5 separate regions of the Mus musculus genome follow, and all the other regions are linked to region 2. Evidence: chromatin contacts called from public HiChIP or PLAC-seq and promoter capture Hi-C data. All regions are on one chromosome and are shown on one strand. Each heading gives the region's core, a stretch centred on a gene start, on an enhancer-like site or on the middle of the called end of the contact. The rest is flanking DNA. Distances are from core to core; before and after follow the strand shown.

The links. Promoter capture Hi-C pulls out the DNA fragments that hold promoters and counts their contacts. HiChIP or PLAC-seq counts read pairs in DNA pulled down with a chosen protein or histone mark.
Region 1: a promoter capture Hi-C map of stem cell-derived epiblast-like cells shows a contact between it and region 2, with 2.6 times the contacts expected there. The contact joins the promoter of Fam83f here to the enhancer-like site in region 2. A contact is called at or near these places in 6 of 39 promoter capture datasets (the C10 cell line, fetal liver, hematopoietic stem and progenitor cells and 3 more), 1 of 15 datasets of contacts at CTCF or cohesin (large pre-B cells), 3 of 484 Hi-C or Micro-C datasets (all in the G1E-ER4 cell line), 5 of 115 datasets of contacts at active chromatin or transcription factors (bone marrow-derived macrophages, embryonic basal ganglia, embryonic forebrain and 2 more) and 2 of 9 other capture datasets (adipose tissue and embryonic stem cells).
Region 3: a contact with region 2 is called in an H3K4me3 HiChIP or PLAC-seq map of the SCID.adh cell line, with 16 read pairs. The contact joins the promoter of Tnrc6b here to the enhancer-like site in region 2. A contact is called at or near these places in 2 of 39 promoter capture datasets (the SN4741 cell line and embryonic stem cells), 5 of 15 datasets of contacts at CTCF or cohesin (the NIH/3T3 cell line, embryonic stem cells, large pre-B cells and 2 more), 37 of 484 Hi-C or Micro-C datasets (B cells, the BV-2 cell line, the Ba/F3 cell line and 23 more), 26 of 115 datasets of contacts at active chromatin or transcription factors (the HPC-7 cell line, the SCID.adh cell line, T-cell acute lymphoblastic leukemia and 18 more) and 2 of 9 other capture datasets (embryonic stem cells and liver).
Region 4: a contact with region 2 is called in a CTCF HiChIP or PLAC-seq map of the NIH/3T3 cell line, with 5 read pairs. The contact joins two enhancer-like sites. A contact is called at or near these places in 1 of 39 promoter capture datasets (stem cell-derived epiblast-like cells), 1 of 15 datasets of contacts at CTCF or cohesin (the NIH/3T3 cell line), 1 of 484 Hi-C or Micro-C datasets (nephron progenitors), 1 of 115 datasets of contacts at active chromatin or transcription factors (bone marrow-derived macrophages) and 1 of 9 other capture datasets (embryonic stem cells).
Region 5: a contact with region 2 is called in a FOXA1 HiChIP or PLAC-seq map of pancreatic cancer cells. The contact joins two enhancer-like sites. A contact is called at or near these places in 1 of 484 Hi-C or Micro-C datasets (Th1 cells) and 2 of 115 datasets of contacts at active chromatin or transcription factors (embryonic limb bud and pancreatic cancer cells).

What each region holds. Positions count from the first base shown.
Region 1 is chr15:80,670,457-80,674,485 of GRCm38.p6, forward strand. It overlaps Fam83f (family with sequence similarity 83, member F), which reads left to right and starts at 1,391. Exons shown (of 5, transcript NM_145986.2): 1 at 1,391-1,931. The coding sequence starts at 1,461.
Region 2 is chr15:80,216,517-80,220,838 of GRCm38.p6, forward strand. No RefSeq gene overlaps it. Among named protein-coding and RNA genes, the nearest start is that of Gm46521, 6.9 kb to the right of the region's middle. Within about 2 kb of position 2,920, at least 161 of the 459 cell types and tissues checked have an H3K27ac peak or open chromatin away from gene starts, as enhancers often do. A contact at or near this core is called in the BV-2 cell line, the Ba/F3 cell line, CD8 T cells and 20 more, where this site is marked.
Region 3 is chr15:80,709,406-80,713,696 of GRCm38.p6, forward strand. It overlaps Tnrc6b (trinucleotide repeat containing 6b), which reads left to right and starts at 1,908. Exons shown (of 25, transcript NM_144812.3): 1 at 1,908-2,083.
Region 4 is chr15:80,651,964-80,656,125 of GRCm38.p6, forward strand. Grap2 (GRB2-related adaptor protein 2) reads left to right here. Exons shown (of 8, transcript NM_001289442.1): 8 at 1-891. Among named protein-coding and RNA genes, the nearest start is that of Mir6957, 8.0 kb to the left of the region's middle. Within about 2 kb of position 2,093, at least 33 of the 459 cell types and tissues checked have an H3K27ac peak or open chromatin away from gene starts, as enhancers often do. A contact at or near this core is called in the NIH/3T3 cell line and bone marrow-derived macrophages, where this site is marked.
Region 5 is chr15:79,877,922-79,882,310 of GRCm38.p6, forward strand. No RefSeq gene overlaps it. Among named protein-coding and RNA genes, the nearest start is that of Apobec3, 12 kb to the right of the region's middle. Within about 2 kb of position 1,635, at least 122 of the 459 cell types and tissues checked have an H3K27ac peak or open chromatin away from gene starts, as enhancers often do. A contact at or near this core is called in pancreatic cancer cells, where this site is marked.

The DNA.
Region 1 (4,029 bases), core at 141-2,640, 450 kb after region 2:
GAGAGAAGGAAGGAGTGAGAGAGAGAGAGAGAGAGAGAGAGAGAAGGAAGGAGTGAGAGAGAAGGAGTGAGAGAGAGAGAGAGAAGGAAGGAGTGAGAGAGAGATAGAAGGAAGGAGAGAGAGAGAGGGAGAGAGAGAGAGAGAGAGATGCCTATTGACTCCTTCATACACACCCCTAATAACCCCAATAACCTCTGTTTCTTTATAAGAACAAGCAAAGGAGGCCACATGTTGGGAAAGGACCTCCCTCACCGCAGAGAGCATAGCAGTTCCTTTGCTTAGCCGCTCCTTTCTCGGGAGATATAGAAAAGCATTTATTTCTAGGCCTCAATTTCCTCGTTTGTGAAATGAGGGGGTTGGACTCATTTCTAAAGCTCCTTCCAGCTCCAAGTCGCTGTGCTACAAAATGAGAGAAATGTGAACCTTTGGTTGCTATGATCTGAAAATATTTTGAATGTGGAGAATCAAAATTGTACAGCAGCACACGAACAAAATAATATGTTAATGACTAAGAAGATTGTATTTAATCCAATGGGAAACAGCAGATCCTCTGGTGGTGATGGTGGTGGTGTGCACGCGCGTGTCTGTGCTCAGCTTCCTTCCTTGGGCTCAAACATGTATTTTGAATCGCTAATATAGTAATCAGGCCTCTGGCAGCCTATCAGGCCCAAACACACGCACACACCACTTCAAATTAAAATGAGGGGCAAATCCACTGCCTCCTGCTTACATCTTTGCTATTTGGGTGATTCTTTTAGGAGAAAAAAATTTTGTAGTGACGGTGTTGGTGTTGAATTGACAGCCCCTGGAGGCCTCTGATCTCAGAACTGGGACGCGTGGGCGGGAGAACTAGGGATTTCATTAGCATCTTTGCTTTCCCACACAGACTGCCCCCTACACAGTCCGACGATCTAGCCCAACAGCACACACACTTGGACCCTGAAGGCCGGAGTGGGTCAGGATGCTACTAAATTCCGCAGGCGTCCGGACTAGAACACGTGCTCTGGGCCCTGCCTGCGGGAAGATGAGGCTGTACCCGCGGGGCTGAGTCCCGAGGGTGCTGGAGGCGTAAAGGGGTCAGGTCGCCGACCTTCCCTGCACTGATGGGTCGCAGCTGGGAGGCGGGCGTGACTCAAAGGCCGCACGTGCCTCTGACCACAGCCGGGCTTTCACTTCCACGCCGACACTCTGCACCCCAGCCGGGCTAAGTAGGCCAGAGACGCAGGGCGTCGGCTGAGCCGCCCGTGAGGTCCCCGCAAGCCCTGCAGAGGCGGCGGTCCCTCTCCGCCCGACGGCCGCGCCCGCACCGGGGCCCGCGCCGATTGGCCGACTGGCGATCGCTGGGCGGGCCGAGGCGGACCTCGCGGCCAGGTGAGGCGCCCCGCCCCTCGAGCGCTCCAGGTGCGGCGGTGGGGACAGCAGGGTCCGAGCCTGGGGCCCCGGGACAGGGCTGGGGCGCCATGGCCGAGTCCCAACTGAGCTGCCTGGACGAGGCGCACGTGAACGAGAGGGTGACCGAGGCACATGCAGCTTTCTACTACTGCGAGAGGCGGCGGGCCGCGCTGGAGGCGCTGCTGGGTGGAGGCGAGCAGGCCTACCGCGAACTGGTCAAGAAGGAGCGGCTGCGGGACTTCCTCTCCAGCCAGGAGCGCCAGGCCCTCTGCGCCGCCTGGAGCCCCTACGAGGAGGCAGTCTCCAGCACCCGTGCCAAGGCTAAGGCCAAGGCCAAGGTCCCGGCCCAGCCCACTGAGTCCCTGGCCTACTGGCCAGACCGCTCGGACACCGAAGTGCCCCCACTGGACCTGGGGTGGACAGACACCAACTTCTACCGCGGTGTGAGCCGAGTCACGCTCTTCACCCACCCGCCCAAAGAAGAGAAGGCACCGCACCTGAAGCAGGTGGTCAGGCAGATGATCCAGCAGGCCCAGAAGGTAGGCCTCGGGCCCCAGTCCTGCACCAGAGGGACCCCCCACACACACACACACTCCCCTGCCTGGTCTCACTTGCGGGCCACTCTCACCATCCTCTGGGAAATGGACCCCCGCTGGCGCTCACCTTGTGCAGCTGTGATGAGACCTTTTGAAAGATGGATGTGTAAGTTCGTGGCAAAGCACTGGTTTTTCTTACTACAGTGTCTAGGTGCGCTAGCCTTGTGTTGGTATACCTCTGTCACCATCCATCTTCCTTGGGCAGTGTGACAGTTGTGAGGCCCTGTGCTAAACTAGCCACTCAAAGGGCTTGATCATGAACTATCACCAGGGATTTATTTACAAGGCGTATCCTCGGCCGTTTCCCTATTTGATCTTCACAATCGCATGAAGTTGGTAATAGCCTCCCTTCCCCTCTGGGCCAGATGAGCTTTTCTTAGGAGCCTTTCTCCCCCAAACAACCCGACTTTCCCATTATCATCCTCTCCTGGGCTTGGCACTAGAGCCCAAGCAGGCTCAAATGAATGAGGAACGCTATTTTAAGCTCTAGCAGTGGCTTGGCCCAGTGTTGGGTGCTCCCACAAAGCACTGGACCAAGCTCAGGAAGAGGCTCCTACTTTGCCCATCTGCTCTGCTTGGGTGTTGAGAGATGTTTCCAAGGAGCCTGGTTAGAATACCAGTTGGACAGCTGGCTGTGGGGTAGGTGAAAGACTAATCTTTTCCTCTGTGCCCTTGGGTACTTGGGTAGTTTCCAGATAAAATGTGGGCTATTGCATTAAATTCAAACTTCAAATAGGTCTTTTTGTATCTTTTTATTCCAAATAAGCTGCACGGCGGCTGCATTGATGCTAAAAGTGACTTTTCATTTACCTAAATTCAGATTTAATGGGACAGATATTATTTTACCTTCTAAAGACTGAGAGGTGATAGACATACTTTTATCCCATGCATGTATTGTGTTTGGGGTGTCCTGGCACATATGGATGTCAAAGGACATCTTTGGGGAGTCTGTTCTCTCCTGCTACCATGTATGTGGGTTCTTAAAGTTGAATGCAGGTAGTCAGGGTTGAGGGCAAGCATCCCCCACCCCCAGGCCACTGGGATTTATTAAGCAACGCCAACAACCTTTGATGCCCAGATCAGAATGTGCAACTAGAGGCTTGGGTCCACTGTTGTTACCTAACTTTGTGAGTGTAATTACAGCCATCTTTATCCTGGAGGCCAAACAAAAGAGATGCTAGGAAGGACAGTGAAGGTCTCTTCTTTCTGGGAGGCGTGGCCTGGCTGTGGACGAGATGCTTGCCAGAGAAGTTAGCTTTTCACTGTCCTTCCTTCCACCTTCCCTCTAGATAATTGTTCCTTGTGTGACTAAGCTTTCTTTGTGTGCTACACTCTGCTGAAAAAGAAAAAAAAGGCAAGACTGAACACACACACACACACACACACACACACACACACAGGATAAGGAAGTGGGTGGCAGTGGATTGTAGCTGGAGTCAAGGGTCAGGACTGATGGTGAAACATTCCGTAACATTCACCAAACTAATTTACTTAGCTTGTGACATGTCACCCACTGTGTTTTTGGTCATTTGCTTTCAGAAGTTGACTGAAATTGTGTGTGTGTGTGTGTGTGTGTGTGTGTGTGTGTGTTGGTAGGTCAGAGGATAACTTGCAGGAATCCATCTCTCTTTTCTCCCAGTGGGAAGTGAGTTGTAGGTTTGGAATGGCAGATTAAAAAAAAAAAAAAAAAAACTGGGATGGGCAGTCTCAGTGGAGTACTGAGTGGGAAATGAGAGAGTTCTTTTCTTTCAAAATACAAAGCAGTTTGTTTGTTGGGAGCTGAGCCTGTGTACGTCGCTCTCTTTTATAGTAAGGAAACTGAGGCTCAGAGCACAAATAGCAGCTAGGCTGTCAAGTTTAGCAGCAAACCTTCACTGCCCAAGCCCTGTCTCATACTCTGGGCAAGACAGAAGTTTTCCTTATATTTGGAGAAAAAAACCAAACAAACAACAAAATGCAGGACAGTTTGTTTTTAATGTATGTGAGTACACTGTTGCTGTCTTCAGACACACCAGAAGAAGAGGGCATCGGATCCCATTAC
Region 2 (4,322 bases), core at 1,670-4,169:
ACATAGACCACGCTCACCTTAGATGTTGGTGTGGCGTGTGGTAAATTCCAGTTCACATGTGGTCAGAGGTTAATGCCACCGCGGAACTGCACTTCCTGCAGACTGAGGAGGAAGACAGGGAGAGACAAAGAGGAGGACACCTAAAGCTGCTAACCAAGCCAGGCATGGGCCCAGGGCAAGGGACACAGGACAGCGTCTGCAGTTCAGAGGCTGACAGTCATGCAGGAACACACACACAGGGAAGTGCAAACGCTGATTCGCTGAGTTGAGGGCTGCAGTGCAGGTATCTATACCACATCTCGGCAAGCCCTGCTTGCTGTGCCTTCCTCACTGGCTGTCTAGGCAGGTGTGGGTACCAGCAGGCTCCATGACGACCCCAGGTCAGGGTGTGTCCTTTGCCTGATCGTCTCTGGCCTCTAAAAATGGAGGTGATACAGTGCTTTAGTCCATAGAGAGAATTAATGATCTGTAAACCTTCATCCAGCAGGGACATCTGTCAGACCCCCCATTAAAACCCTACTGCCAAGGGACTGAGACATGGCTTGTTGATAGAGAATGTGTATTATTCTCAAATGGGTGTGAACAGCTCTGTGGGATCCAAGGCTTCCTAAGGGATTCTTCATGTCTACAAACCCCCACACAGACACACATATACATAACTAAGTGTAAAAATAAATTCTAGGTCTGGAGAGATGGCTCGGTGGTTAAGAACACTTGCTGGTCTTGATCACAGGCCAGAGTTTGGTCCCTAGCACCCACATCAGGCAACTTACAAACACTTGTAACTCTAGCTCCATGGGACCTGATAGCCCCTTCTGCACCCATATATATATGGTATATATATATATAGACACACACACACACATATATATATGTATGTATATATATATATATGTAAAAATAAGGTTTCTTTGAGACAGGATCTTACTTGGTGGTCCTGGCTGTCCTAGAACTCTCTTTGAAAAGCTTTGAGGTGCTTTAATGAGACTGAGTTCCATCAGACTTGTAAGCAACTGATACATTTGTTTTTAATGACAAGAAAACCAACCCAAACTACCAAGGCAGAGAAGGAACTTGCTGGCTTGCTGACAGTCAAGCGTCAGGTGGTGTTGGTGACCTCGCAGCTTGACGTACCGGCCATTTGTCAGTGCAATGCCATCCGGCTCCATAGCTCACTGGCCTCGACTTTGCGAGCTGTCCCTGTACCGTTAGTCTTCGAGCTTCTGAGATGGTTGCAACAGCTCCCAGCTTCACTTTCTCTTTTCTTCAGACAGAAGGAACAGGTTCTTTTCCCTAACAGCCCTGCGCCTGGAGACTTGGAAGATGGCTTGGTTGGTAAAGTACCTGGAGTCCAGGGATCAGGGCCACAGAAACAAACAAGCTAGGCTCAGTGGCACATATCTAGCATCCCTAGGACTGGGAAGGCAGACGGGTTCCTGGAGTTTGCTGGCCAGGCAGTCGAGCTAATGGGTGAACTCCAGCTTCAGTGAGACACCCTGTCTCAAATATGAATAAATAAATAAGGTGGAGGGCTGGAGAGATGGCTCAGTAGTTAAGAGCACTGACTGCTCTTCCAGAGGTCCTGAGTTCAATTCCCAGCAACCACGTGGCTAACAACCGTCTGTAATGGGATCTGATGCCTTTTCTGGTGTGTCTGAAGACAGCGACAGTGTACTCATATACATAAAAAAAATTAAAAACAAGGTAGAGAAGTGACTAAAGATGACACTGGACATGGACCTTAGCCTCTACATGCACATGTGAACCAGTGCACATCTGCTTGTGTGCACATCTGTGCAGGCACACAGTCTTGTGCTTGAGCTGGGCACGGTGGTGTGCTTCCATAATCTCAGCATTTGAGAGATAGAGGTAGGAACACTGTTATAAGTTTGAGGCCATCCTGGTCTACATACAGAGTTCCAGGTTAGCCAAGATTTTGTTACTTACTAGATCTTTCTCAAAGTAAAGCTAGTGGGCCTGGAGAGACTGCTCAGAGCTTAACAAGGGTTGCTTTCTAAGGGGACATGAGTTTGATATCCAGCACCCACAAGTTACCACAGCCATGTGTAACTCCAGTTTCAGGGGACCTAGAGCTCTCTTCTGGTCTCTGTGGGCACCAGTACAAGTTTGCAGTGTCCTTACTTAGACACAGACAAAATACTCATAAGATTAAGAAAGACAAATCTTGGCTAGGTGATGGTGATGTGTGCCTTTAATCCCAGCTCTCAGGAGTCAGAGGCAGGAGCATCTCTTGGGACCTGAGTTTGAAGCCAACCTGGTCTACAGAGAGTTCCAGGATAGCAAGTACTACAGGAGAAACCCTGTTTTGAAAAATCAATACAAATGAAAATCTTTAAAAATTTTCTGAGCCAGGCATGGTGATGCACACCTTTAATCCCAGCACCTGAGAGGCAGAGGCAGGTGGATTTCTGAGTTTGAGGCCAGCCTGCTTGTCAGAGTTTCAGGACAGCTAGGACTACACGGAGAAACCTTGTCTTGAAAAACCAAAACCCCCAAACAAAATAAACTCTTGGGCTTGGATCTTGTTGGCTTCCGTTAGGTCTGTTGACCATCCTGAGCAGATCTGGATGACTTGGGTGGAATCTCAGATCAGTTTAGACGCTTAGGAAAGTCAGAGTTGAGCCTTTACTAGTCAAGGAAGAGAACAGATAGTTTTCTGAAAGAAATGAGGACAAGATGTCACCCTTGGCACCTCAGCTGTCTATGTCCGGTCTCCTCAGCACCTAGCAGCCCTCCCTTGCTCACGTCCGGCTCCTGGATGCTCATCTGTCAGATGGGGTGTGTGTATTACAGGTCTCCAGCTGCGGTGGGCAGTTGTGTGTGCGCGCGCGCATGCGCCTGGCAGCAGAGTCTGAGCTTGGTGGAGGTTTAAAAATCCCCTGTGCCCCTCCCCCTCCTTCGATGTGGTATACGTGACACACGGGTCATGCATTTCCTCCCTGGGCTTCTTCCCTTCGCCCCTGTGACTCATCTGTTTTTCTTTGCCTCTTCCCGCTTCTTCATTGTCCTGCTGACCTTCTTATCTTCCTAGAAATCTGTCTGCTCTGCCTGTGGATCTCAATCCCCAACAAAGTAGGGCTGGTTGCACCTCTCCAGGGAGCCCTCCCTACTCAGCGCCCAGCTCCCTGGTCAGCTGCCTGTTGCAAGGGTCCCAAGGCATCGAGGTCTCCTGAGACTCGGCAGGGCCAGTGTGGAACTCAGCTTCCATCTGAGATTACTTCCCTGTCCTCTCCATCCTGGTCTTGACCACTCATTTATCCAGTGCCATCAGCTGGATATGGGGAGGTATCCTGAGGTACACACACACACAAACAGTAGCTACTCTTTTGGAATGTTTTGGAATGGCTTTTATGTGCCTGGGACAGATATGACTCAACAACCCAGGAGTATGAGGCCAGCTTGGACTGCATGTGACCCAGTCTAAAACAAAAACAAAACAAAACCCCAAAAATAACCAAACAAAAAACCTACAAAGAAAAAAGAAACACTCAGATACGGTATTACACACCTTTAATCCCAGCACTCAGGAGGCAGAGAGAAAAGCAGTCAGATCTCTGTGAATTCAAGGCCAGTTTAGCCTACACATTGAGTTCCGAGACAACCAGGGGTAAATACTAAGACAACACCAATACCAACAGTACACCTCCCTATCCCCACCCCCACACTCACACACACACACACACACACACACACACACACACATTCACACACACTCACATCTACACCACCATGCTTGGCACACATTATTTAATTTTTGAAACTTTTTGTCTGTCTATTGAGACAGGTTTCTCTTTAGACCAGGCTGGCCTCAAACTTACAGATCTACCTGCCTTTGCCTCCTGAGTCCTGAGATCACTAAAGATGTGCACCACTCCAGCCCAGTAGCCAAAAATCACATTTAAATCAAATTTACATAAGTTATGCAGAGTTCCCTCTTTTAACTGGGGAAAGCAGAAGAAGTGGGGCAGGGCTCAAAGCTCACTGGTGGGGGTGGGGAGAGGACCCAGTAGAGAAAGTACTTGTTGTACAAGCACGAAGACCAGAGTTCAAATCCCCAGTATTCATGTAAATGCCAGGCAGGTGTGGTGGTCAACCTGTAAGCCTCAGGAAGTGGAGACAGGAATTCCCCGAAGCAAGTGAGCTAGACTAGGTAAATCAGAAAGCTCTGGGGTCCGGTGGGAAACCTGCCTCAAGAAATATGGTTTGAAAGACCCTGCATCAACCTTTAATCTCTCTCTCTGTCTCTCTCTTTTTTTTTTTTTTTTTTTTTGAGACAGGGTTTCTTTGTGTAGCCCTGGCTG
Region 3 (4,291 bases), core at 658-3,157, 490 kb after region 2:
TAGTGTGAACTCTGTGCTTGGAGTCATCAGATTTCACCTCTTTAGGTCCTTTATTAGACTTTGACTTATGATTTCTCTCCTGCCCTTGAATTATCCTAGGAATACCTGCCATTTGCTCTTAGTTGATGTTTGTGAAATACCTTGTCTTCCTCTGCTGGAAGGGTGTAAGTGCTGAGCCTACTGCTGTGTTACAATGGCTGTTTCATTGTTAAGCCAGTGCCAGTGAGATTACACAACAGCTTGGATAGGGAAGGGGAACAAGGGCTATGAACCCCCTCACCTACAAGGGACAGGGATTTGGGATGGTAATACGCTAACATGCCCAGATGTGGGTTAGAGTCCAGCATAGGTTCCTGGAGATCGTTTCGGTCCCAGAGGCTGGAGGCTGGTACTCTGGCAGTGGGTCTTAAGCATTCTGCCCTCCCCTGGCTGAAATGTGGAGTCGCTTCCATTAAAGCTGTCACAGAGAAAGAATCCTGTGGCCAGAAGCCAGGAGAACACACATGGCTTGCTCGACATCAGCGGCTCTGGAAGCTTTCCTGGAGGCAGAGGACTGTTCCATTTGCATGCAATCAATTATTTCTAAAGGGATGGATTCTTTATCTCACTCTAGACTTAATTTCTCCTAATTTCGAATTCTTTATTCTTTCAAAGGAACAAGCTAAAGATGGTCAGAGGTGTGTATGAGTGTTGCTTGGGCACATAAGTATGGTAAAAAAATGACCATTTACAAAGACAAAGAAACAGAATATAGATTTTATACGTGCTTCTTGTCAGGAAAAATATACTGTTTAACTTAGAACAGGGAAGAATGGTGCCTAGGAGGATATGATGACAATCTTTCTAAAGTTAGTCTCCAATAATGTTAATGACAAGGTTTCTAATTGCCAGAAACTGAGTAATTTAGGTTCTGAAGGAAACAGTTTTAAGATACTGGGTTGACGGACGGATACTATTCAGAGATACTAAGGCATGTATAGAAACGAGTCAGACAGGCCTAGAAACCACCTTATGTCCCAAAACTTCTTTCTAAATGGGTGACCTTGGATAAGTCTCTTAACCTCTTTTGGCTTTGCTTCCTGTAAAATTACTGTTTAATCAGAATAGTTTCTGTAAAGAATTGGGGACCGTATTTGGAATAAAATACAATAAATGATAGTAGTTATCACTGTCAACTTTCAATGACTAAAGATGCCCCGCTCCTCAGCCAAAACGTAGTGTGGAGAATCCGGATCTGACGGACAACACGGAAGTGCCCAATAAGAGGCCGGGGTAGGGGGGTGGGGGAAACAGTGGAATCAAACCAATGGCATGGGCCCTTGTTGTTGGCCGCTTTCTGGCTGATCCACCAATAGCTTAAGGATGTGACTTGGGAGCGACACCCTGACAGTCCAATGACGCACAACCAACCCACACTCAGCAATTCGGAGGGGATAAATCAAGGAGCCTGCACGTATAGATTCCGTTATTAGTGCAGTCTCGAATGGTGAAAGGAGCTTGGGGGAAACAGCCCCTGAGAGAGGCATTAGTGAGCTAAAAAAGGGGGAAGAGATGACTGCGCTAGGTGATCTCGGCCGCCATCATGCTCTAGTTTCCCCTTCGTCTCTCTGGGTCCGCGACCGAGGAAGCGGCCTCTGGGATGCTGAGGGGGTGTGTCCCCTCATGATTGGCGCAGGCCGCTCAGCCAATCCCAGCTCGGCAAACGGGAAGCACTTAGCCAATGAGGGGAGACGGCAGCGGCGAGGACTTAAGGGAGGAGGACCAGCGGCTTGACGGGCACGAAAGCTAACCAGTGAAAGCTAGAGGCATCCTGCCTGCGGCCAATGGAGTGGGGCTGTGGGCGGGCGCCAGAGTGTTTGTGTTGTGGTTTTGGGGGAGGGAGGCGGAGGGGAAAGTTTGTTTATTTTGTTTTTAGTTTCTGGGGTCCCCGAGCTTCGGCAAGGTGAAGCGAGCGACCGTGACCCCCCTCGCCTCTCAGCCTCCCCGCGACGACGCCTCCACAGCTTGCGGAGGAGCGGAGACCGCGGTCACCGCTGGGCTCCACAGCGGAACGCCGCGCACTCGGAGCCGGCGCGGCTCAGCGGTGAGTGAGGATCGTGGGCCGCGCGGGCCTGCTCCTTTCTCGGGAGCCGCCAGGCGGAGCGGAGCGGGGCGACCCAGGGTGGGCGACTGAGGACGCCCTCGGGGGCGCGCGGCACGGCCCGCTGAGGTGCAGCGTGTGCGTGTCCTCGCGCGCGCGCGCGCGCGACGGGAGCGAGCCGGGCGGGAGGGGCGGGTTGGGGGGGGCGGGTGGAGAGAGCGCGCGCGACCCGAGTGGGCCGCGGCGGGCCGGGGCGCTTGCCCGGGGCGCGCTGTGGGATCGCAATGTGCAGACGTGAGGCGGGGGAGGGGTGTGTGAGGGACGCGCGGTCACGTCGGTCGCGAGGGCCTTGGTGTCCCCAAGTATTGGGGCCGGGACAGACCGGCGTCACGCGCCTGCAGGTGTGAGCGGAGGAAAGGGCTTCCGGGTGGGCCGGTGGCTGTCCGAGCGCTTCGTGTCGCCTAGGGCCCTCTGAGCTGCAAATGCCAGGCGGTGGGGCGCGAGCATCCGGTGTCCCCGCGCGGCGGGCGTGCAGGCTTATGTGCTGGACCCCGATAGCGAGGTTCCACGGGCATCCCGCGAGAGCTGCGTGCGGTCGGGGGTGGGGTGCTGTGGCGAGGCGATGCTCACTTTGGATGAGGAAACAGACGAGGGGCGAGGGGCGGAGGGATGACAGATTTGGAAAGAGCCTTGGGAAGGGTTTGCTACCTAATGCTGGTAAGGTGCCCTTTAATTCCAAACTAACGGATTTGTTAGTCCATGATGGCTAAATAAATATCTGGTCCAGTGAAATTCACTACAGTGGCTATCACGACACCCAAGAACAGCAGCCGTCTCATCCATCCTTAGTCTTGGACGCAGGTCACCCGTCTGAGACTTTGAGCTTCAAGCTTTCTCCTGTGTCTTTGGGCTGCTTGGATTCTGAATAAAGAGTACCAACCAAGACTCCGTGAATAAAAACATCATTTGTACCTCCTTCACAGTTAAACATAGCAGTAAGCTGTACAAAAATCACACATCCTAGCCTTTTGTGAAATGTTTCTCTTCGCTTGTGGGAGATTTCAGTTCTTGACTTTAAAACTATGTGTTCGCCGTGGGTTTTGAACGCTCCTTAAAGAGCAGAGCATGGAGACACTTGTATAGCATGAGTATCGATGTAGTAAGTGGGAGGGATATCAGTGTAGTAGTAGTCTCTACAGGTAGGCATATACTGGATAACCAGTATCCAGAATACAGATTAGACTGGTTTGTCCCACTTGGGATGCATGCCTCTGTGTGTTTTGTTTTGTTTTGTTTTGTTTTTGAGACAAGGTCTCATCATGTAGCCTCCGCTGGCCTCGAACTGCTTTGTAGACCAGGCTGGTCTGGAACTTACAGAGATCCACCACCTGCCTCTTTCCTGAATGCTGAATTAAAGAGGCTCAGCTTGTTCTTCACTGTTTTTAAGGGCTTGTCTTAAACTTGATTGTCTGAGTATGTAGTTTCTGATAGTACTTAAAGGAGTAAAGAAAACAAAACAAAATAAACTGTCCATGCTACATGGCTCTTTTAACCCATCATATCCTTGAAATCTTCCCTACAAACAGAAACTCTTTTTTTGTTGTTGTTTTTTGTTTTTCGAGACAGGGTTTCTCTGTATAGCCCTGGCTGTCCTGGAACTCACTTTGTAGACCAGGCTGGCCTCGAACTCAGAAACCCGCCTGCCTCTGCCTCCCGAGTGCTGGGATTAAAGGCGTGCGCCACCATGCCTGGCCAAACAGAAACTCTTAAATGGTTTTTGGTTTTTATTTTTGTCTTATGAGACAGGGTTTTTAAAATGTTTTAGAATCAAAACAATACTTTTGCTCCCTGTTAGTACTGGCTACTGTTCATTGTATGCTTACGCTGTGTATGTCTTCCTCTCTGTAGATTTTTAAATCCTTGCTTGAAGCCTGTAGGGCAGAAACTGTCATTGTGGGAGGGATGAGGACAGGGCTCCCAAGAGCCATGCAGCTAGGTTTAATCTCAGGTCTCTTTGGTGTTTTGTCTTTGGTGTTTTGTCTTATTTTCACCTACTGAATCATCCAGAGGGAGAGACGCATAAAGACCACCGAGAAGCAGAGAAAGGGAGGAAAGGAGAATCCACTGACTTCACTGCCTGAACCCGGCTTAAGACTGAAATGTTAAATCGAGACTATTCTTGTTTTAGAACTAAGCACCTTTAATAAAATA
Region 4 (4,162 bases), core at 843-3,342, 430 kb after region 2:
AACTGCACTATCTTCTGTACTTGTTGCCCTGCATTCCTTCCTGTGCCTGGTACACTCTCCACTCAGACACCAAGGCAATCTTTGGACAGACAAACCCAATCACACCACTTTTCTTCACAGGCATTTATCCTTGAACCTAAAATCCCAGCCCGGTCTTGCAAGGTCTGGCCCCTTCGGGATCATCTCTCCAACTTCCTCTTGCTTTCATACCCCTTCCCCACTGTCCTTCCTTCAGCCTCCAGATGGCTAAGAACCTTCCGAAGGGGGAGTCATAACTGTGGGTCCCCCCAGGATGCACATCCTGTGCTTTCCAGCTGACTGCTGTTCAGATCTGGGTTCACACGTCACTTCCTCTCATCACCCCCATGTGGAATAAAATACATCTTTAGATTACCTCTTGAGTCCCATGGTTTTCCTGAACACCATGCACACAGATGGGGGCACTAGATCGAGTGGTGTGACCATTAGACTGTATGCTTCTTGGGGTGTGTGTGGGGTCATTGTATTTTGTAGATACTTTATATATTCATGGCACATGGGGAAGGCTGTCAGTAGATATGTGTCTAATGAATGATATTGTGTTTCTCTAAGGTGAAAACTCAGGTATAAAATGAGAAAAGGGTGAGACAAGATGCTCTAACGAGAAGGTGAAACACTCTTACAAGGAAACTCATTAAGATAGGAAGTAACCAACTCAAAATACCTTCAGGAAGTCCCTGAAACTGACTAGATTAACTAGGCCCCTTTCTCCTCTGTAATATATAAGCAGCAAAGACAGCTGTGATTCTTAGAAGATTCTCAAACAAAACATCCCAGAATAATCAAAGACCAGCCAAAAGCCTGAAAAAAAAAAAAAAAAAAAAAAAAAGAAGAGACCAGCTGAACTGCCTGGAAGAGACTCAAACCATTTGAGCCACCAGAAAAGACACTCTCCAACCTGTTGAGCTGCCTGAAGGTTGTGCAGTGAGCTCTCAGTTTCTGGTTTTCATGAGCTGTCACCCATGCTGGGGTAGGATCTGCTCTTGTAAGTTACCCCTACCCATGCCCTGTTGGTAATCTCAATAAACTCATTGCTTTAACTGGATGTCGGGGGTGTCTGTACTTCAGCCTATCACCAGTTCCCTGTCTGGATGAGTAGACATTTGTTTATGTTTTTCCGGGAATAGTCAGACTACAATGAACAAGAAATAGCTGTTCAATCTTGTCTATTCATTCACCCCAAGTGCCTGAAGCGTTCCAGACCCACAGGTACACACAAAGGGGTTTTCCATGTGACACGCATGTGGCTGAAGCTTTTACAACTTCCCTCAGATTCTCCTCTGGGTACTTCTAGAGTCCTTGGTACTTACAGAGTCCTGGCCCATCTGTTCCTGTCCATTGCGCCACAAATCCTCCACTGACTACGTTTTTTTGGATTGCCCGGATCACGAGTCCCTGCTGGTGAAAAGATCTGATCCTCCAGGCTATGGAATCTGCCCTCGGGAAATCCATGCAGGTTGGAGACTGGCCCATGCCCAGTTCTAACAGCATAGCACAGCTGGGCCCAGGGTCCCTCCCCGTCTCCCATGTGCTTCTCACCTGAACCCTCACTACTAGACAGAACAGGGATGCCAACCTTCCTCTCTCTCCATCTTGTATGCTCTCCCTCCTTGATGCACATTGCAGCTTCATCTGTGCAGTAAAGAGCACATAGGGGCCAATGCATAGCACACAGTTCTCTGTTGGAGCCTGGCCACAGGTAGGTCATTAAAGCAGCAAGTGTTTACATAGCACCTCTTAGGGGTCTGATAAGATCACCCCCAGGGTTCCCCACTCACATCTCCCTGCTCTGTCCAATCCACAGCACCACCACAACTACCTCATGTTTCACTTTACAGCCAGTGGCTGCTCTTGCTTCCTATCCGACTTAGGCCTCCTCTGACCTAGCCTCCAGTGGCTGCCAGACAGAGCTTATGAACATGTGAAGCAGGTGACATCAGGCTCCTGTTCGGATCCTTCAGGGGCTCCCATCGTTCTCAGTCTCAAGTCCTTAGCATTCCACCCAAGGCATTTGTCATCGGCCTGCTGCAGTCACATCCCCAGCTTTCCTCTCCTGAGCCTTCTCAGTCAGCCCCACTGTGGCCCCAGGATGAGTCATCCTGTCTCCAGTCTCTCTGACTTCCCCACCTTCTTTCCCTTTTGCTTAGAATGACTTTCTCCCGCTTTGTCTTTACTGTTTTTGCTTTTTAGACTAAAATGATGATAAATTAGTTCTGCGACTGTTCTGTTCAGCACGGTGGCCACTCACCAAGCGCAGCTATTGGATACTTAGCTTTTACGTCGTTTTAAAGATTTATGTATGTATGTAAATGAGTGCTCTATTTGCATGTATGCCTGCATGACCGAAGAGAGCATCAGGTCCCATTACAGATGGTTGTGAGGCACCATATTGTTGCTGGGAATTGAACTCAGGACCAGTGGAATAGCAGCCAGCGCTCTTAACTGCCAAGCCATCGCTCCAGTGCCCGGTTATTGCACTTTAAAATTTTTATTTAGTTGGTTTGTCTGAAAGAGGGACTCATGCAGCCTTGAATTAGACACGTTGCAGAGGATGGCCTTGAAATTCTGATGTTTCATTTCTCAAGTGCTGGGATTATACCTGTGTGCCTCCACACCCAGCTTGCGACTGATACTTAAAACAAGGGACTGCAATAGACTTGCATGGTGAGTAGCTAGCTTACTAGGACTCATGGATCCAGATGCTAATTCTTAGTTCAGAATTCAAGTTACCCATTGCCAGGGCAGATATGCCTGTCCCTCCTTTAGCTGCCCTGGAGCCTCATCTCTCTGCTTCTACCCCAGTACTCAAAGCACTGAGCTATAGCAGGTGATTTCTTGACCTGCCTCCACACCTAGATTGAATAGCTCAAGGCAAACAGATCACAGAGCAGCAAGTAGCTGATACATGAATGTAGGCTCTGCTGGTAAGGGCTTAGCAAGCGGCTCCAAGAGAAAAGCACTGATTAGTGTTCTTTCCCAATTCTGGGATATAGACTCTGCCTGTCAAAGGAACGGGAAGAGAGCCACAGCCTTCAAGAAAACATTTGCCGAAGACAGCTTAGGGGAGGGAGAAAGCAGAAAAGGCAATAATATACCTACAATTTTATACAAAGTATCTTATTTGAATTTTAATATTATATTTATATATTCTATGACGGCTAAAGGGGGAACTGTGTGTCAGGAGGCGGATGAGGAGCAGGAGGGGCAGAGAAGGAAAGGGGAAGAGTGTGGAAAAAGGAATAAGGATTCAGTGTAATGACATGTATAAATGAAGATGTCACAATAAAACTAAAAAATTACTTTTTAAAAAAGGCATCTTTAGGCTGGGACCAAGGTTAAATAGATAGAGTGCTTGCCTAGCATGCATGAAGCCCTGGGTTCAAATCCCCAGTGCCACACAAGCCAAGTGTGGTGGTGCATGACTGTAATCCTAGCTCTTGGGAAGTGGAGGCAGGTGGACAGACCATTCACCGTTCTCTTCAACTATGGTCAGTTTGAGGATAGACTGGGGTTATATGAGGTCCTACCTTGAAGGAGAAAGAGAGAGAGAGAGAGAGAGAGAGAGAGAGAGAGACATGCATATGGCATTACTACACAAACTTTATGAACTGGGAGCTCAGTGTAGAAACATAATTGCCACTTTTTAATATAATTCTAAAAATATTTTATCCTTCTTATTTCTAATATTTCTAATAAAAATTATTTTATTGCGAATGTACTGCCTGCATGTCCATCTGTGTACCATGTGTGTGCCTGGCATTCCAGCCAGTAGATTAAGAGTCATCATGTGGGTGCTGGTAATTTGACCAGGGTCCTTGGGAAGAACAGCCAGTGTTCTGAACCACCAAGTCATCCCTCCAACCCCAGGACTGTCACCTTTGAAACTCAATTAGAAGAAATACACAGCTTAGCAAAAAAATAAAAAAAAAAAAAAATTAAAAGACCCAAACAGACCTCCCTGAGGACGAGGTATAGAAGGCAGCAAGCATCCTTTCAAGATGCACCACACACCTTTAGGGAGTTACCGATTAAAACAGCAATCAGCTAGCACTACCTAGCAATTAGAATGTCCAGATCCAAAACCCTGCAGACAGGAGTTGCTGATAAAGATGTGTAACAGGGC
Region 5 (4,389 bases), core at 385-2,884, 340 kb before region 2:
GCAAACAAAAACAAAAACCCAACAACAATTATGTGTATATGTGAGGGGATGGTATTTGCACATGTGTATAGGTGTCCAGAGTCAGAAAAGGGCACCAGTTCCCTTGGAACTGGAGTTGGTTATAGGTGGTTGTTGATGAACTAACCTGCCTCCATCTTAAGCTTGAGTGCCATCTTATAGCAAGGTTGAACTAGGTTCATTCCTGTTTATGATGAACCTCTTTCAAGGATTAAGCTATGCCCCGTGTAGAACCTCAGCTACACATTTCTGTACTTCCTGTTCAAGAAATGGCAGCCATGCCTTTCTTTCAGGAGCTCCTCATGACCAACTTGTTCTGCTTCTGTAACCCTGCTTCTTTGTCTGCCAAAGCCCCTGTTCGGAAAGCCCGGTCTCCTAAGCTATAAAACCCTCATCTTCCCCATCTAGGGACGACCTCTAAAACTTGCACTAGGGCAGACGGTTGCTGGACCAGCTCTGTGCTGCTGTTCACAATTTAAATTTTTTTTTCTTTTTCTTTATTTTCTTTTTTTTGCTCCAATTTGGCCATTTGAATGGCTGGTCTTTTGTTTTGTTAGTTTGAGACAGTGTTTCTCTGTGTCGCTTTGGCTGAACTGGAAATCAACTCTGTAGATCAAGTTGGCCTTGAACTCACAGAGATCTGCCAGCCTCTGCCTCTCACTGGGATTAAAGGCCTGCACCACCATGGGCTAGCCGAGTTGGTGGTCTTTTACTTCTGCCTGGTGGGCTTAATTGCTGTGAGCTAATTGCTGTGGATGCTGGGAACTGAATTCAGGTCTTCTGCAAATGTAGTATGAGCTCTTAACCAGTGGCTCCATCTTTCCAAGCCCTAAAATATCATTTTAAACATTAATAATTGCTTCATACCCAGGAGGCCTTCCTTCCTCCCAGATACTAGAGACCGCCACTCTCAGCTACGCTGTGATTGGGTCACAAGTGAGCACATGACTTTTGCTGGTCCAATCAATCTCAAATTCGTTCCCCCTACCCCACCCCACCCCCAGGAATTTGGGGTGGGGTCCCCCCCCCACAAAGTTCCTCTTCCTTCTTCAGGATGGTGAAGAGGGCTTGTCATCTCTGCTGTTTCCACCGGTTTCCTACTGCAAGAAACTGGTCTGAAAAGAGACAAGTAGAAAGAGGAGCCGGAGCCAAGGCACCTGCAGCTTGCAGGAGCCAGAGGTCTCCTTCGGTCCATTTATCATTTGATCCCCTTGGAATTGGGTTCTGTCACCCCTGAGTGAATGCACACTGACCTGCCCCTACCTGCTTTTCTAGAGCATGCTGAAGAACGCGTTCAACTTTAGACTGGGGGAGATGGCTGTCCTCCCATCCCCCCGGGTTTTTTTAAGCTATTACTTTCTTTGACCAGAATCAAGATCCAGATGTATCACTCGTGACCATTAACTCTTTTCTGCGCGGAAGGCCACGGGAGGAACCCAGGCCTTTGTTCCCAGATCAGAGCCCCTCCTCCCAGCTCAGGACTGCTTCCTTGCTGGCTCAGATCCCAAAGCACCATTTCTGGCCCGTGACTCACAAAGTAAATCGTCTGTAAGTGAAAAGCCTCTTATCATAACTTTGGCAGGAAAAACAAGGTGGCAAGCCAGGCAACATTCTTCACGCTGGAGGCCTACCAGTGCCAAGGGCTGCTCTGCACACTGCGCATGAGCAATGTCATCTGCTTGCTCCAAGGCTGCGTGCGCTTGCTTGTGTGCGCACCAACTCCTTTCCTGTTCTGTGTGTTCCCAATGGGACACCGTGAAACGTTCTACAGCCCTATCTGGTACCCAACATCATTTTTCTCCTTATCTTAACAGCTGAACTGCAAACATTTCGGCAAGGACGTGACAGTATGCATTTGCTTAGAGGACAGTGGTACCAAGGGATGGAGGTCCTTGTCTTCTGTCATTTTGCATCTTTAGGAACAAGTTAATTTAATCTCGTGGTTTTGAGATAGGGTCTCTTGTAGCCCAGGCTAGACTGGATCTCACTATGTACCTAAGGATGACCTTAAACTTTTCGGAGTCTTCTGTCTCCACCTCCTCAGTGCTGGGCTATCAGGCATTCAACACCATACTTGTTTTTTTTGTTTTGTTTTGGTTTTTTTTTGTTTGTTTGTTTTTTTTGTTTGTTTTTTTTTCTCTTTACATGTAACTTCCATTTACGACAGAATAGATGACTTTTGTTCCTTTGGGGACACTTGGCATCAGCAACCCATGCGAGTCTACCTTCAAAGTCAGACTCATTCATTCTGCCGCTGCCACAGGTTCCAGTTTTACCACAGGAAACGTGAGCATCTTCTCACCCACCCAGTCAGAGTGGATGCTAGCAGGGCTCTGTGAGAGCAGAAGAGTATCAGCATTGTGCCCTTTCTGCCTTAGCCCCGACCGCCTGTTTTGCAGGGGCTCTGCCTCCCCACCCCCAACCCTGTTGGCCATCTCATGATGCCAGCTATAAAGCATGAGCGGCTGTGTACTGTCCAGTGAGTGAGGAATGGATGCAGGTGAAGGGGTAGCCTGTGGGTGTGCGTAGGTGTGATAGTAAGGTGGCCCCATTTCAGGTGACTCCAGGGTAGTGCATGATGGCCTCTCCATTGCCATCCTTTGCCTCCAGGTTAGAGAACACCAGAGTTCATCTCCTGGTCAGCATCCTCTTTGACAGGGGTGGTGGTACAGACCTTGACATAGCTGGTGTTTCAGAGCTTTGGCGGACGTCCACTAAACTGCTGTAAGCTGGTGCCAGCAGCTGGAGCTATTGATGGAGCTGAGCAGCTGCTGCACAGAGCTGGGGAATAAAGCCCAGGCTTCATGCGTGCTAGGTGAGCACTCTCCTAACCAGGCCACATCCCTGGAAAGGCTAACCAGTCCTGTATTTAAAAGCATTATTTCCAGACTGGGTCTCATGGCACATGCTTAGTTCCAGCAGAGGCAGGCAGATCTCTGGGTTCGAGGCCAGCCTGGTGTACATAACAAGTTCCAGGACAGCCAGGGCTACACAGAGAGACCCTGTCTCAAACAAACAAAAAGCATTATTTCCGTGGTTATTCTTGGGGGATGAGTTGGTTATTTTTTAATTGATTTATAAATACACACACACACACACACACATATATATATATACACACACACACATATATGTATATGTGTGTGTATGTATATGTGTATGTGTGTGTGTGTAGAAGGCAAAGAACAAACTTGGGTGTTAGTCCTCCAGGCCTGTTCCTTTTACCTGAACCAGAGTTTCTCACAGGCTGGGAACTTCAGTACAAAGGGCAGGCTGACTGGCCCCCATGCTTCTAGGGCTCCAACTCCCATCTTGCCATTCACTGGGAGAATCATCCCTGGGTTTTTGTGTTGGCTCTGGGGATCCAAACTCGGGTCTCCAGGCTTGTAAGACCAGCTCTTTAGCAACGAACCTCCCAAGCCCTTTAATAGAACCTGTTTCCATGGCTTCAGACTGTCATGCTCCGAGGCTTTGACAGTCACAGATTCATAACTAGAGGCAATGAGATTGCTAGTCCAGCAAATGAAATGTCCTCCTAGCCCTTGCAATGCTGATTCATGGCTGCATGTGTAAAATCATTCCCTGAAGGTTGCTTGTTTGTCTTAGAACGTGCATTTCCAATCTCATGCTTGCTCTGGAGAACTGTTCAGTCTTTGTGCTTGCCATGCAGTTTTCTGATTAGTTGCTTTTATTTTATGTTTGTTCCTGGTATGCATTTTCACACACCCATATACATACTGAGATCAGAAAACTTGTATACATCCATATTCTTCTATCATGTGAGTGGGAGAGACTGAAGGTGGCTCATCCCACTGTTCTTCTAGGTGCTCCCCTCGCTTGGCCGCAAGCGCCTTTATCTGTGAGCCCTCTCTCTGACCCTTAGACATCGTGTATTCGTTGTTATAGATAAAGAACCATTTGGCAACATTGATTCACCTTTTAAAGTCATAGATACAATGTAATATAATAGCAACTAAGCATACTCAACAACAAACCAGTAACCTGAAAGCAGAAGCCCTAGACCAATCAGAATCTTCCTCATTCCTTTCTACGCAAGGTATCTCCTCTAAGTGGTAGCTTCTAAGATTTTATTTTTGCATTGTAGCTTAAATTGTAATACGGGGGGAGGGGGGGCAGACAGGAGGGCAGGTGGTAGAATCTGGGCAGAGTATAGGACCAAGCAGGGCTACATAGTAAAACTCTAATTTTCTACTTTATTTTCAAGGTTCTACAACAGGTTTTGGGTATGTTTTGAGTGCTTTCATACAGGAAAGAAATAGAGGCAAATGGTAAAAATAATTCAATCATTGAGAGGAGAATATTACTGGATTTCTAGACTGTGATATGCTGTTTTCTAAATTTTCTTTACCT